2 separate regions of the Zea mays genome follow, and region 1 is linked to region 2. A link is a contact called in public Hi-C data. All regions are on one chromosome and are shown on one strand. The core of a region is the stretch at or near the end of the contact, and the rest is flanking DNA. Distances in the headings are between cores, read along the strand shown.

Region 1 (6,801 bases), core at 3,399-5,898, 41 kb before region 2:
CAAGCAGGCAGCAACGCCCTCCCCCCAAAAGGGTTGTAGGAGATTGAGGTGGAAATAAACTAATTTTCTCTTTAATCCCCTTCAATCCTGAAAGAGATTTAAGTTTCCAAACTAACTCTTAATTATTTCTTTTGTATGTGGTATATTATTATTATTTATTTCCTGTTATATTTAAAACCTTTATTTTATTCCTCTTTTCTTTTACTGTTTGTTTTCCTTTGAGTTCACTCGGCTAGTCTTTTATTCCTTTCCTTGTTTATGTGTGTTTTTCTTCTTCTTTAGTTTCTTTATATTTATAAATATTTCTTTTACTTCAATGTTTTTTCTTTCTATTTTTGGGTTGTTGTAGGCTATGAGTTAGGTAGTCTTTTCATTTTATATTTTAAAATATTTGATATATCAAAACTATACCATAGAACTGGAAAAATTATGGAAATGAGTGTCTGCCGCTCCACCAATAGGCGATAGGGACCTTATTGTTAAAATTTTTAAACTTTCTTCACAACGTGTCTTAGTAGTTCACTATTCTCATATGCATTTAGATGTCTAGTAGTTTTCAAGATATGGTGCAACATTAAAGGTGATTTTGGGTAATAAACACTAGATACTGTTTCGTTAAATCATAGAATAACTCAATAAAGGGCAACTTTTAAGCAATAACCCAATGATTACCAGCAGTAAAAAGTTGACCCATCCTCTTTACAATGATAGTTTGTTTTGCTCCAGACAGAGAAAGTACTGTGATAAAGAACTAGACACTTAAGCATCACAGAAGTGGAGTTAGTATAGCATCCATGTCCACTCAAACTTACGAGGGTGGACAACAATACTCAAACAATATTGTTTTAAAAAACAATACATTGTTTTTGAAGCATTCAAGAATGTTATACCGGTTCTAAAATCATCAACTTATTGTTTCAAACCACTTTTAACAATCAAGTTAATAATGAGGCAAGCACAACATAGATGCAAGGAAAACACAAATCATCCTCGTTCTTATCAGGTTAAGGAGGAGGTATCAAATGGCTAATGTAACTAGAGAACACAGGTTTAATAATAACCATATCTAACAAAAGTTTTGTTAGATGAAGCATTATCAAGCATAATAGCAAACATTTTATTAGTAATTCTGTAGTAAATTACAACCATTTTAACACTCTAAACAATATTAGGACTTATATGTGCAACTTCTATTGGTCCAAGCTTAATAGCAAACATTTTATTAGTAACTCCGTAGTAAATTACAACCATTTTAACACCCTCAACATTCTTAGGACTTATATGTGCAACTTCTACTAGTCTTAGACCAAGCAACCTTTTTTTCTCTAAACACCAATTAGAGTTCACAAGAGTAACCACATTAAGGTAGTCCAACAAATATTAAATGTAAGAGCAATAAACAAAACAAATGAATTTAGGATATTAATAAGTTATTTAGCACGATCATTATAAATTCTGATTAAGTCTCAATAAGTTGTTTGCCTAGATGACTTAACAAACTTAGGATTTTGAGCACGTGTAATATAGTTTTGAAAAGCATTAGTTTCACCAAAGCAAAGAGAAATACATAGTCTAGCAATCAAACAACAAAGTTTTGTTTGTGCAAGTGCAACAAAGTACTTCCAATGCACAACAAAGCTGTTAGGATTAAATTTAAGAACTATTTGAGTTAAGCCTACTTATCCTTTTATTTTTCTAGCAAGGCAACAATCTAAATGTCAGATCAAGCGCCTAGTACTATAAGAAGATTTAGTAGATAAAGTATCCTTGTGAAGGCAAATGGCAAAAACTTTAACCTCCATTCATCGTAGTCATGCCTCCTTAAAGTTCATCCATACTTTTGAGGTGGGGCCCTCCTCCTCGAGCATTTAACAAGGACAAAAGTGCTTGTCAAGACCACTGGGCTCCTAGATCTCATCCTCATCCTTGTCCCTACCACTGCCATGCTAACACCATCCACGTCAGTAGTAGCAGCTACACTGTTATTGACAAGGAAGCACCTAACAACATCTTCCTTGTTCTTGTTTTCAAGCAGCCACTCCTCATCCCCGACAGCTTGATTTTGTTCCAAGTCCAACATAATCATTATCCATGGACATGGCCACCAACACATCTTGGACTCCTAGCGACATGCACCACACCCATTATATAGAAGAGGATCCATATGACAATGATCTACAACAAAGATAAAAAGAAAATAAAATGGAAAAGATAAAAATGTTAGATAGAGAGAGGATGAGTGGTAGTGATAGAGGAAGAAAGGGAGGTTCACTTGTGCAGCGGGAGCACCAGATTCACCAATGCAGAAACAATAGAGCAACCTTAACGTGGATCTTGACCAGATCGAGGATTAGAGCTAGGGTTATGGAGATAAAGCGAGAGAGGGATATAATTTAGGATAGAGGGGGAATGGGATATGGAAGAGGATCAGTGGAGCATTGGAGGCCATGATGTGGTAGTGTCGACCGTCGATGGTGGCTCACTGACGTCCATCTCACCAAGACGAGCAAGTTTCGAGACAGAAGAGAGAAGGTGAAGACGAGAGACGAGAAAATGAGGAGTTGTGGTTGAGGTGAGTGTAGGGGAAATGAATTAGAGTTATAGGGTCGCAGGGGAGGAGGGCTCACATGATAGGGTATAAATAACCTAAGAAAATAGACTAACTTCTTAAATGGGACATGCTCATATATACTTGCAGCACATGCCCCCTACAACCCAAACACGAAACGAGCACGAGCACGAGTGAGCACCTTGGACTGGACTTTGACGGCAGGCGAGAGATCGCCCAACGATTAGACGGTAGACCCGACATATACATGTATACTTTTAGCTATATGAGTGCAGGGCCATCCCTGAGGGGGTGCAGGGGTGCGGCCACGCCGGGTCCCTAAAAACCGTGGGCACCCGATCGTCGAATGCTAGCATGTTAGAGATTTAGATTGTTAGCCTAATGTCTCAATTGCTTATCCAATATTATTTACTATACAGTGACAGTTTAATCGATTGAGAGAAGTTTTTTAAACTAAAATTATTGAGAAACTAGTTAAGGTCAATAATGACTAAATGGTTTAGCGATTCTATACATCGAGAAGAAGTTGTTGGATGAGATTGATCTTAACGATATAATCGACGACTTTGTAACATAAACTGTCAGAAGGTATTTTTAGCGCGATATCAAGTAACAAGTAAGTGTTTATGACTATATTTTACATTTGTTATCTTATAAACTATTAAACATTAAATAGAAGGTTTTTATATGTATGATTTTTATATATACATAAATATAATATATACATGTATAAATATCAGGTTAATGGTCCTCCATATGGGATTTTGTCTTAGACCCCATCTCGAGTGCTTGTGCTCGTGTTATTAAAGGCACGGCATGGACAACCATTTTCGAATATTTATCGTCGGCTAATTTATTTTTAAACTAAAATATGATAAATAAAAAATAATGAAGGAGTAATAAGAAGGCTATATTGATTACAAAGCTGGTATAGGCACATATGCTCATCAGCGCTCAGCGGTGGTTTCTCGATAGTGAACCATGCATATGCAATGCATGCATGTGACGAGGATGGAGAGTGGGAGGAAGGCAGGTAGTTAATTGATTGAAGCAGCAAAGCATGCAGCACCTGCACGCACGGACAGATACCACAGTTGGTGGTGAACCATGCATAGACGGGTAGCTGATTTCCAGACATATAATACTACAGTATACACTATAGGGCCGTGCTGTTGGCTACTGGAATTATTAATTAGTTTAATAGCGCGTAATCATGCGCGCAGGAGCCAATGATGGCAAAATTAAGCAACAGATTGCTTAAACGGGCCAGCTCAGCCCGGTCTAGTAATCACAGAAAAAAAAAACCGATAAACAGAGGCGGACTCATGTTGTGTTGAGTGAGGACATGACCGCCACTCAACTTTCTCATTTTAATGGACATTTCATCATATTTAATATAGGGGGTGTTTTAGTATATAAATTGACAAATATAGAAACTAAAATAGAGTTTTAGTTTCTATATTTAATAATTTTGTAACTAAAGTGGAATAAAATGTAGGGACTAAAAATTAGTCACTAGAAACCAAACACCCCCATAGTTACCAAGGTTCATTAGTTAATAAGTCCCTATTTATACCCTCATTCAGTTGTTGGGCCCCACTCAAATGTTGGGTTAGGTCTGCCGGTAAGCACGCATAAACATAGAAACGGGTGTATAGGGCTATACGTTAAACGGGCCAGATCAGACCAGCCAGACGGGCTCACTTCTCTGTCCAGGCCCAGTCCACCGTTGGTGTCGGCCTGGCCCGAGCACGGGTGGGCTTCCGGGCCATGTACGTACATCTCTACATATATGCGACCGTGCATGCATGCTACTGCTCATGAATATAATAGTTTATCTGATCTCGTCGTCGTCAGAGTTAATCTACATGGTGGATCGATCCGGCGTCAATGTCGTCTGTGGCATGCATGTTTTCTTTACATATAACCAAAAAAAAAGAGAGAGAGAAGAGATTTGGATTGATGTGATATCCCTCCATGATCTGAATTAATTATTCTGTCAGGGTTACCCATGACTAAGCAACAGTACGCGCTGCGCTACTGTGTACGCCTGTTGGCTGCCTGCTGGTAGCTGCATCATCTCATCACCAGATCGACTGACTCATCTAGAACCCGATAAGGCCGGGCAACCGCGCGCGCCCTACTACTGTATTTCAACAGGGAACTGTGCGTGGGTAGGGCTGACAATGAGCTATAATTTTTGCACTATAAGATTTAAGGATCGAAGCGGGTTAGGATCGGGCTTTATTTCTAGTCATTTTTGAACTATGATTTATTTAGGGCCTTGACATTTTGTGAAGAACTATTTGGATCACGATCCATTACCACCCCTATGCGTGGGTTCTCCGGCCAAAGCTTTCGGCGCACAGCACAGCCATCGACGGCGGTCGATCTGAGGCGGCCGGGCTACGTACGTACCGCTGCATCTCTCTGACGCGAAGGCGAGACGATGATGGATGCAGCAGGTACCCTCGATCGGGCCGCCTGGTGAATGAACTCGTCGTCGACCGATGGATGCCATGTCGCTGTCGCCTATATCTGCCCTGCCCGAGCTTTACTGTAGCTGCTACCAATGGGCAATGGCGTAGCTTTTATTACAACCCCAGAAGATCGGATGCATCGTCTCCTTTGTATATAATTAATCAAGTCACGGATCCACCGTACGGTACCGTCCAATAATAAATAAAATCCTTATGCCATCTAGAAGAAACGATCTCATTTTCTCCCCATCCACGCAGTGATAGTGGGATTAATTAGTGGCACCCGATCGAGGGGTCCCTTCTAGCTACCGTTTCTTCCACCACCTTCTCGCCTCCCATGACTTCTCTGTTCCGATCCCGGCCGGCCGGCCGGTATCAAGGTTTTGCCAATATCATCGATCTCTCCGATCATGCACTTCACAGCTTGTCAGTGGGCAGCATCGGAGAAGAGACACCTTTGAGAGGCTTGTTTGAGAGCAAGTGCAATTGATGAGGCTGTAATCTATCACTATTTAAAACTGAATAGTGAGGGATCCCCTCAATTCTCTCTATTGCCCTTCTCCTAAACCCGGCTATTTGGATCTGACCTGGCTCGGCTCTATACGGGTTTGGACTCAGCTCGACACAAGCGGTGTGTCGGGCTTATTCAACGTTTTCGACCAATTAGGCTAGCCCGGGCACGGACCATTTCAAATCGAAACGGACTTGGATTTGACCCGTTTAATAAGGCAAAAATTACAAAATAGCTATATCATTTATTTAAGGTCTATCATTTATTTGTGATATGTGTATTATTTATAGCTAGGTGAGTACCCGTGCGTTGCAACAGACCATATAATAACATGATAACTTATATACAAAATGTGTCTTATATTGTTATCAGAAAATGTTTCATAATTCATTTGTAATCCTGGTCATACATAAATTTTGTTATTTTAATTTAGCTGTTTCACTACTACATTGCAACCATCAGTATCATACAGACTTCGATATATGCCACGATTTGTATGGTCTCATCGTTGAAGAGCACGTGCCACACCTGCCGGTAAAAGTTCTCTCGTACATTGTCAGTCATCTGGTACGCACCACCATACACGCTTGCTTAAAAAAAGGCAAGTGTATGTGTTTGCGAAGAGAATTAAAGGCAGGCTGTCGGGGACCATAATTAGGGGTACCCTCAAGGCTCCTAATTCTCAGCTGGTAACCCCCATCAGCATAAAGCTGCAAAGGCCTGATGGGTGCGATCAAGTCAGGGATCAGTCCATTCGAGGGACTCGATCACGCCTCGCCCGAGCCTAGCCTCGGACAAGGGCAGCCGACCCCGGAGGATCTCCGCATCGCCCGAGGCCCCCCCTCCAGCGGCGAACACGTTCCTGGCTCGCCCGAGGCCCTGTCTTCACCGAGAAGCAACCCCGACCAAATCGCAGGAGCATTTAATGCAAAGGTGGCCTGACACCTTTATCCTGGCGCGCGCCCCTCAGCTGACAGAGCCGAAGTGACCGCCATCACTTCGCCGCTCCACTGGCCGGTCTGACAGAAAGACAGCGCCGCCTGCGCCGCTCCGACTGCGGTGCCACTTGATAGAGTGAGGCTGACAGGCAGTCAGGCCCGGCCGCACGCACCATAGGAAACTCCGCTCCGCCCGACCCAGGGCTCGGACTCGGGCTAAGCCCCGGAAGACGGCGAACTCCGCTCCGCCCGACCCAGGGCTCGGACTCGGGCTAAGCCCCGGAAGACGGCGAACTCCGCTCC
Region 2 (6,272 bases), core at 1,868-4,367:
CGAGCTTATCTCGGAACGCCCCAGCTATTTCCTCTCTTACTATATCGATGGCAGCCGGTGGGAGACCACCGGCTCTTTGGTCCAATATGGGTGAGGTTGTTTGGATGTTAGTATGTTGTTTTCCTCCCCATTGGTTTGAGTTTTGCGGCGCGTTAATATATGCCCTATGAGGCTCATAGGACTGGCCATTCTTTTCTGGTCTTCTGGGGGCCGGAAAATACTCACTCTCACGGGTTTGGTAGGTTATATTATGGTGCTGGTGTGTCGTATGGTGAGATGAGGAGTTTAGCTGGGATGGATGCGGAGTTGGATATCCATCCTCCTCAAAAAAACTTTGTGCCGGACCGTCCGGTTAAATACGCGGACCATCTGGTTAAGTGCGCGGATTGTCCGGCCATGTGTCCGGACCGTTCGGCGTTATATTCGGACCGTCTGGCGCCATACGCGGACAATCCAAATGGGTTATCTAGGGTTTGCACAGTATGTGGCGGCTTGGGTGCAGGCCTCGGTAATTCGCTTCTAAAAATGGGACCGATCGCCGCTGGCCCGGACGGTCCGTGCTCACGTGCGGATGGTTCGGACATGCGTAGATCAGCAAATTTATCGCCGATGTGCATGGGAGGCTGTTGTTGCCTAGGGTACATGTCTATCGACATCCCATAAAGGGGTTGTGACTGGTCGTGACAACCTGTAGCCGACGAATCACGTGTGTATTCCCTCAGTTCAACCTCGTGCGAAGGAATATTTGCAATAGTAGACTTATCAAGCGCACGCACTAGCCTTTTATGATCATTTTGTATATCCCCTACGATACGTTGCATCTGCTCTCGCTGTTCGCCTATGTAAGTTTTAAGAGATTGGAGCTCATTGGTGTTACTTACATTGAGGATATCTGTAGTAGGTCGGAGCGAAGCCAGATCTGTCGCCCGTTGTCGAACGATTTTGTTGTTCCTGCCCACCTTGAAATCGGCCAGGAATTTCGCCTTTGCTTCCCGGATCAGCTGCTCCTGGCGCTCCTCGAACAGGAGCTGTTCTTCAGCTGTCAAGGTTTCCCATGTTAGCTTGATGATATTGCTGGTGGAAACTTCAGAGCCATCCTTTGAACCGGTCATTAAGGGCCGATCTTGATAGGTCTATATGAAATAGTCCCCAGCGGAGTCGCCAAAAGTGTGTTGGTGCCTTTTTTGGGCGCCAATCACTAAACAAGAACCGCGGCGGTGCTCTCTACACAAGGGCGGACGGTCCGCGACCTGGCGCAGGGCTAGGGTTCTCTGCCTGACGGCCAGATGGTCCGCGCACTGGGGCCGGACGTTCCGCGCGTGTGCAGGGGCGGCGAAGGTCGTCGGCGGCGCCTGGATCTCGCTCCCGGGAGGGACCCCGTCGGGGGGGGGGAGGAGAGATCCTAGGAGTTGTCTAGGCTCGGCAGGCCGACCTAGACTCCTCTAATCGACGTAGAGTCGAGTAGAAGCGGAGATTTTGGGGATTGGAAGACTAAACTAGAACTAGACTAGAACTACTCCTAAGATAGAACGTAAATTATATTGATTGTAGGTTCGATTGATTGATTCCAAATCGGCCGTAATCCTCTGTATTTATAGAGGAGGGGGTAGACTTTTTACAAACTAATCTCCCGAGCTAATTCCATGAATTTAGCTAACAATCGTAGCACAAAACTCGGAACCTTAATCTACTCTGCGCACGCACGAACCGTCCGTACCACCAGTGCGGACCGTCCGAACCGCGGACCGTCTGACCCCAGGGCCGAATTGTCCAGTCCTCAATTTGGTACTCAACAGAACCCCTTCGCCATCAGAGCGCCTTATAACAATCAATAGAACCATCCAGTTCGCATTCGAGCTTGAAGACCGGCTTGCAACCAATAATATTGAGGCCAAAACAGGGGGCACAAAGATGGCAAGATGCCATGTGCAACGAGGACGTGCTATTAGAGACTAGTAACCGACTTTTTTTTGATACCTTGGTAAAAATCGAGGCGTTTGATTCTTTATTATACTTTTAGTATTTATATTCGAGTAATTATATTCGAACATTCATATTACTAGAATTACATACCATGCTAGTAGAGAATTGGAACTTATAGTGCAAAACTTTTAATCGATAGGTAGAAACACATGTAGACATACCGAGTGGAGTGGAGTCGAGTTCGATAATAGATTTTAGTTTATAAAAGAAATAAGAGAAACCCAATTGACAGTGTACTAGATATGCTTTGGCTCTCTCTCTCTACCTCTCTTTCCCCTCTACAAATCTTACACTGTACCGAATGGCCTGGCCATTTGGCTCTGGCATATGTGGACATGTGGTAATATAACCACTTAAGGTCTTATTTGATTATTCATATATCATATAGATTGGATGGAATTAAAAAAATTAGTAGAGATTTTGACTTGATATGAATTGAAACTTATCAAATCCCTTGAAATCTATATGGATTGGAGAGAAAACGAATGAGCCCTAACCAGGGACACTTCGTCCCTCCCCGTTGCTGTTTAAAAAAATAATAAATAAAAATGCTGGAGTAGTAAATAGCAGTGCAGTAGCATGTGTGCGTTCTGTGGAACGACAGCTGATCGTATGGGCGCGGTGGATCGATCGATATGGGTGGATAATGGCGGGCGGCATGGCGTGAGCGTGCGCGCGAGCACACCGCATGCACTCGTGCCGGCGGGACATGGATCGGAGACGCCGATCGAGTTGACCAGTAAATGCCTACCCAGCCAGCTGCGCCTGCGCCCGGGGTCGTCGATCGATCGGATCGTCGGACTCGGAGACGCCCGCCGCAGAGCAGGGCAGGCCGGCAGGGACACGTGCGTGTACTGCAGCCAGAGCCAGCCAGCCGGAGCCCGGCCGGCCAGAGCCTCCCCTGAGACCGAGACGCGCGCCGTCCATGTCGATCGATCGCCAGTAATAATGGCCATGGCGAGGGCAGCGCTGCTGTCCGCTGCCGCGTCGCTGTTGCCACCACTGTTACGTGCGGGAGCGCGAGATGGATCGGTCGGTCCCTCGCACACCTGACGCGTCGCGCGACTCCCCTTCCTCTCCTCCCGGCTTGCCCTACTTAAACACCCAGCAACCCCCCCGGCAGGTCCGTCCGTGTCCGTGTCCGTCCTCTCGATCTCTACAGCAGCTAACTAGCTAGCCACCATTGCACCACGTCTTTCCTCTCTGTCTCCATCTCTTGCTCGATCATCATACACACATACCCGATCGACTGCTCCAGCCTCCAGCTCGGTGTCGTATAGTAGTGTATATGGCAATGAGCGAGCCGAGCTCCGACACCTCGTGCACGTCCTCCTGCTCGTCCGGACCCTCCACGTCCACCAGCCCGCGCGCGGCGCCCTCCGCCGCCGCCGCCGCCGCATCGGGCGGCGGCAAGAAACGTCCGCGCTCAGACGACGGCGGGTCCAGCTCCAGCTCCGCCCCGGCGTACCGCGGCGTCCGCATGCGCGCGTGGGGCAAATGGGTGTCGGAGATCAGGGAGCCCCGCAAGAAGTCGCGCATCTGGCTGGGCACCTTCCCGTGCCCGGAGATGGCGGCGCGCGCGCACGACGCGGCCGCGCTCAGCGTCAAGGGCGCCCGCGCAGTGCTCAACTTCCCGGGCCTCGCGCGCCACCTCCCGCGCCCGGCCTCCCTCGCGCCGCGCGACGTCCAGGCCGCCGCCGCGCGCGCCGCGCTCATGCACCACTCGTCCGCAGGCTGCTGCTGCTGCGGTGGCGGCGGCGGCGGCGGCTCTACCGCCACCGCCACCTCGTCCTCATCCTCCTCCTCGGCGGCGGCGGACGTCGGCGGCTGCGGCCAGCGGCGAGATGGCGCCGCTGCGCACGACGAGCCTGAGCCTGAGCGGCAGCCCCTAGAGGTGGCCGCCGAGCTGGTGTTCGACGAGCTGGCGCCGCTGTGGGTGGAGGACGTGGTGGAGCTGGGGCCGTCCGCCGATCACCCGTGGCCGTGGACGCCGTGCGATGGGCTCGACATCGCCGCCGGCTTCCACCCTCTCCCTCTCCTGTGGGACGACTACTAGCTCGCCTCGCCTCGCCTCGCTTGTGCATGGCCTTCAACCGTTCTGGTTCTCTGTTTCGTGTTTGTTTTCCAGTGCAAGCCTGTGTGGTCTTTGTCTTCTTTTTTTCACTTGTTTTCATCCTGTTATTCTATCCGTGAAAAGGAGAGAGAGAGAGAGAAAAAAAAGAACACTGCCATTCCTTCTCCTCCCAACGCAAGGAAAAACTAGCTCGTAATTTCTTCGTGCGACACTGTTACCCACGAAAGGGGGTTAAGATTAAACGACAGGTTTACTATGGAAGCACTGATTCCGGCCGGATCCTGCACATTTGTTTTTGTGTCATTTTGTGCATGCGAAACCACTTTTTTTCTGAAAGCAAAGCATTGGCCCGATCGACCACTCTGCACAACTCGGAGATCCCACGGAGATTTGGTTTGGTCCCCCGACTCCTCCTGGATTTCATATTTTTTTTAAAAAAAAAAAGAAAATCCTTTGAATTTTAAACGAAACCCTACCCTCTGCTGGCCGCAGCTTCCTTCCATAGTCCATGGAGCTGGCTGGAGGCTGCCAAGACGGGAAGCTAAACCCTGGAAGGAAGCAGGACTGCAGGAGGCAGCGGCATTAGTAATTGTGGGAAGAAGCAGCTGTCTGAGACATCTCTGTCTCCTTCCCCGGGCGCACCTGGCGGTGGACGGGGCTCCACTCCGGCAGGCCGGCCGGATCTCGCCGTCGCAGCTAGGGAGTCAATGGTGCCGTGCGGGAGGCGTTGCAAAGAGAAAAGCTATCGTGATAATACAACACCGAACCGACTGATATCTCTGTCGGCCCCTGCACGCAATAGGCTGGCCGTGCACCTCTGGCCATTGCGAGCATGTTCATGTCAGTGGACGCGACAAAGAACGGATATTTTTTGCTCTCTCTCTCTAGCCGCAGGCACCACCGTGGCGTGTTCTCCTGAGCTGCCCTGGGTCGGCTACGCTAGCTGCAGGCAGCAGCTGCGCGGAGCAAGCTTGCAGCAGGTCGTGGTCCTTGTCGTCTTCGTGGAGTGCCAGGTGTGCCTGCCTCCTCTTGCACGCCGGCACGACAGGTAGACGGCTGCCGACTGGCGATGGAGGTTTGGACAGTGCAGGACATGCAAACCACACACCTCCTGTGTGTTTGTCCGTGTCGTGTGTGCTAACGGTCTTGAAAACTACTGCTGTACTAGCTGTAGGACTAGGACTAGTACCGTCCAGCGACACGGCAGATGCTCGACAGAGAAGGTGCCATGCCATGCCATCTGGGCACGCACACGTGTACGCCGGCCATAGGATTACCTCGAGAGTTTACCAACAACCCAAGATCCTCCTGTACATGACTGCCACTAACTGCGTGTCCTTCCTTCTCTCGCCAAAGAAAAGGAAAAAAAATTAAAAAGTAAAAACCATGTCCTTTATGGGTCAAAGGCTCAGAGCTATCTCAATTCTCAGACTCTCAGTGTATGTACTTAATCTATTTTTTATAGCACGCATGCGTGCGTTAATACATAATCAAACGACATTCTCGGTTTGTCAACTGCTAAAACTAACAACAACAACAACAACAACAACAACAGCAGGCGGGAATGGAGGATAACACTGCATATAGTTCACCCTCGCGCTCGTGCAAGTGTCCACGTCTGCGACCTATAATTACACATGCGTACTACCTTCATTAGTGTTGATCCCAAGTAGGATGTCTCCCATACGCAAGACAACCTCCCGTTTGATTTATAGAACAACTGCCGTCGGCCATGTCATTTTCAACCGTCCAAAAACGTAGTCATACAGTAACCCTCTAACGATACAAGTTGTATATTTAATACTTGATCCACCTTTCGCTTCTATATTCGTTTTTTTTTCTTTCTTCCATGTCACCCCAAATCTAACGTGCCTTATTTTGTAGCCCGTCTACATCACCTTGGTACACTTGCTGTTATAGAAAAAATGATTAAACAAACTCCTACAAAGTACAAACTAAATACTTGCAGTTGCAGGTCCCTCCCTCTAGTTAATCGTCGTGCCATCGTCATCGTTTTCTCTGCCAAGTGCCAACGGCTAGCCAGCTCCACACCACACCTGAGCGACGTCGGACAGGTGTTGGCAGCAGCCGCGTTCCCCCGTCGGGGCCAACGAAGGATGTCAAATGCTAAATTTTAATGTGCCGACTCAGCAGCTCTGATAGCCAGCTTCTCTCCAGAGAGATTCAATGATGATGGCAGATGGCGCGGGGCTCT

What was found. Hi-C and Micro-C count contacts between places; a contact is called where the count stands out from the background.
Region 1: a Hi-C map of ear shows a contact between it and region 2, with 4 times the contacts expected there. The contact joins the enhancer-like site here to the promoter of LOC103634944 in region 2. A contact is called at or near these places in 6 of 25 Hi-C or Micro-C datasets (ear, endosperm, leaf and 2 more).

Annotation. Positions count from the first base shown.
Region 1 is chr8:23,323,963-23,330,763 of Zm-B73-REFERENCE-NAM-5.0, reverse strand. No RefSeq gene overlaps it. Among protein-coding and RNA genes, the nearest start is that of LOC103634944, 43 kb to the right of the region's middle. Within about 2 kb of position 4,648, at least 17 of the 20 cell types and tissues checked have an H3K27ac peak or open chromatin away from gene starts, as enhancers often do. A contact at or near this core is called in ear, endosperm, leaf and 1 more, where this site is marked.
Region 2 is chr8:23,281,630-23,287,901 of Zm-B73-REFERENCE-NAM-5.0, reverse strand. It overlaps LOC103634944 (ethylene-responsive transcription factor TINY), which reads left to right and starts at 3,117. Exons shown (of 1, transcript NM_001371010.1): 1 at 3,117-4,339. The coding sequence starts at 3,272. The coding sequence ends at 4,039.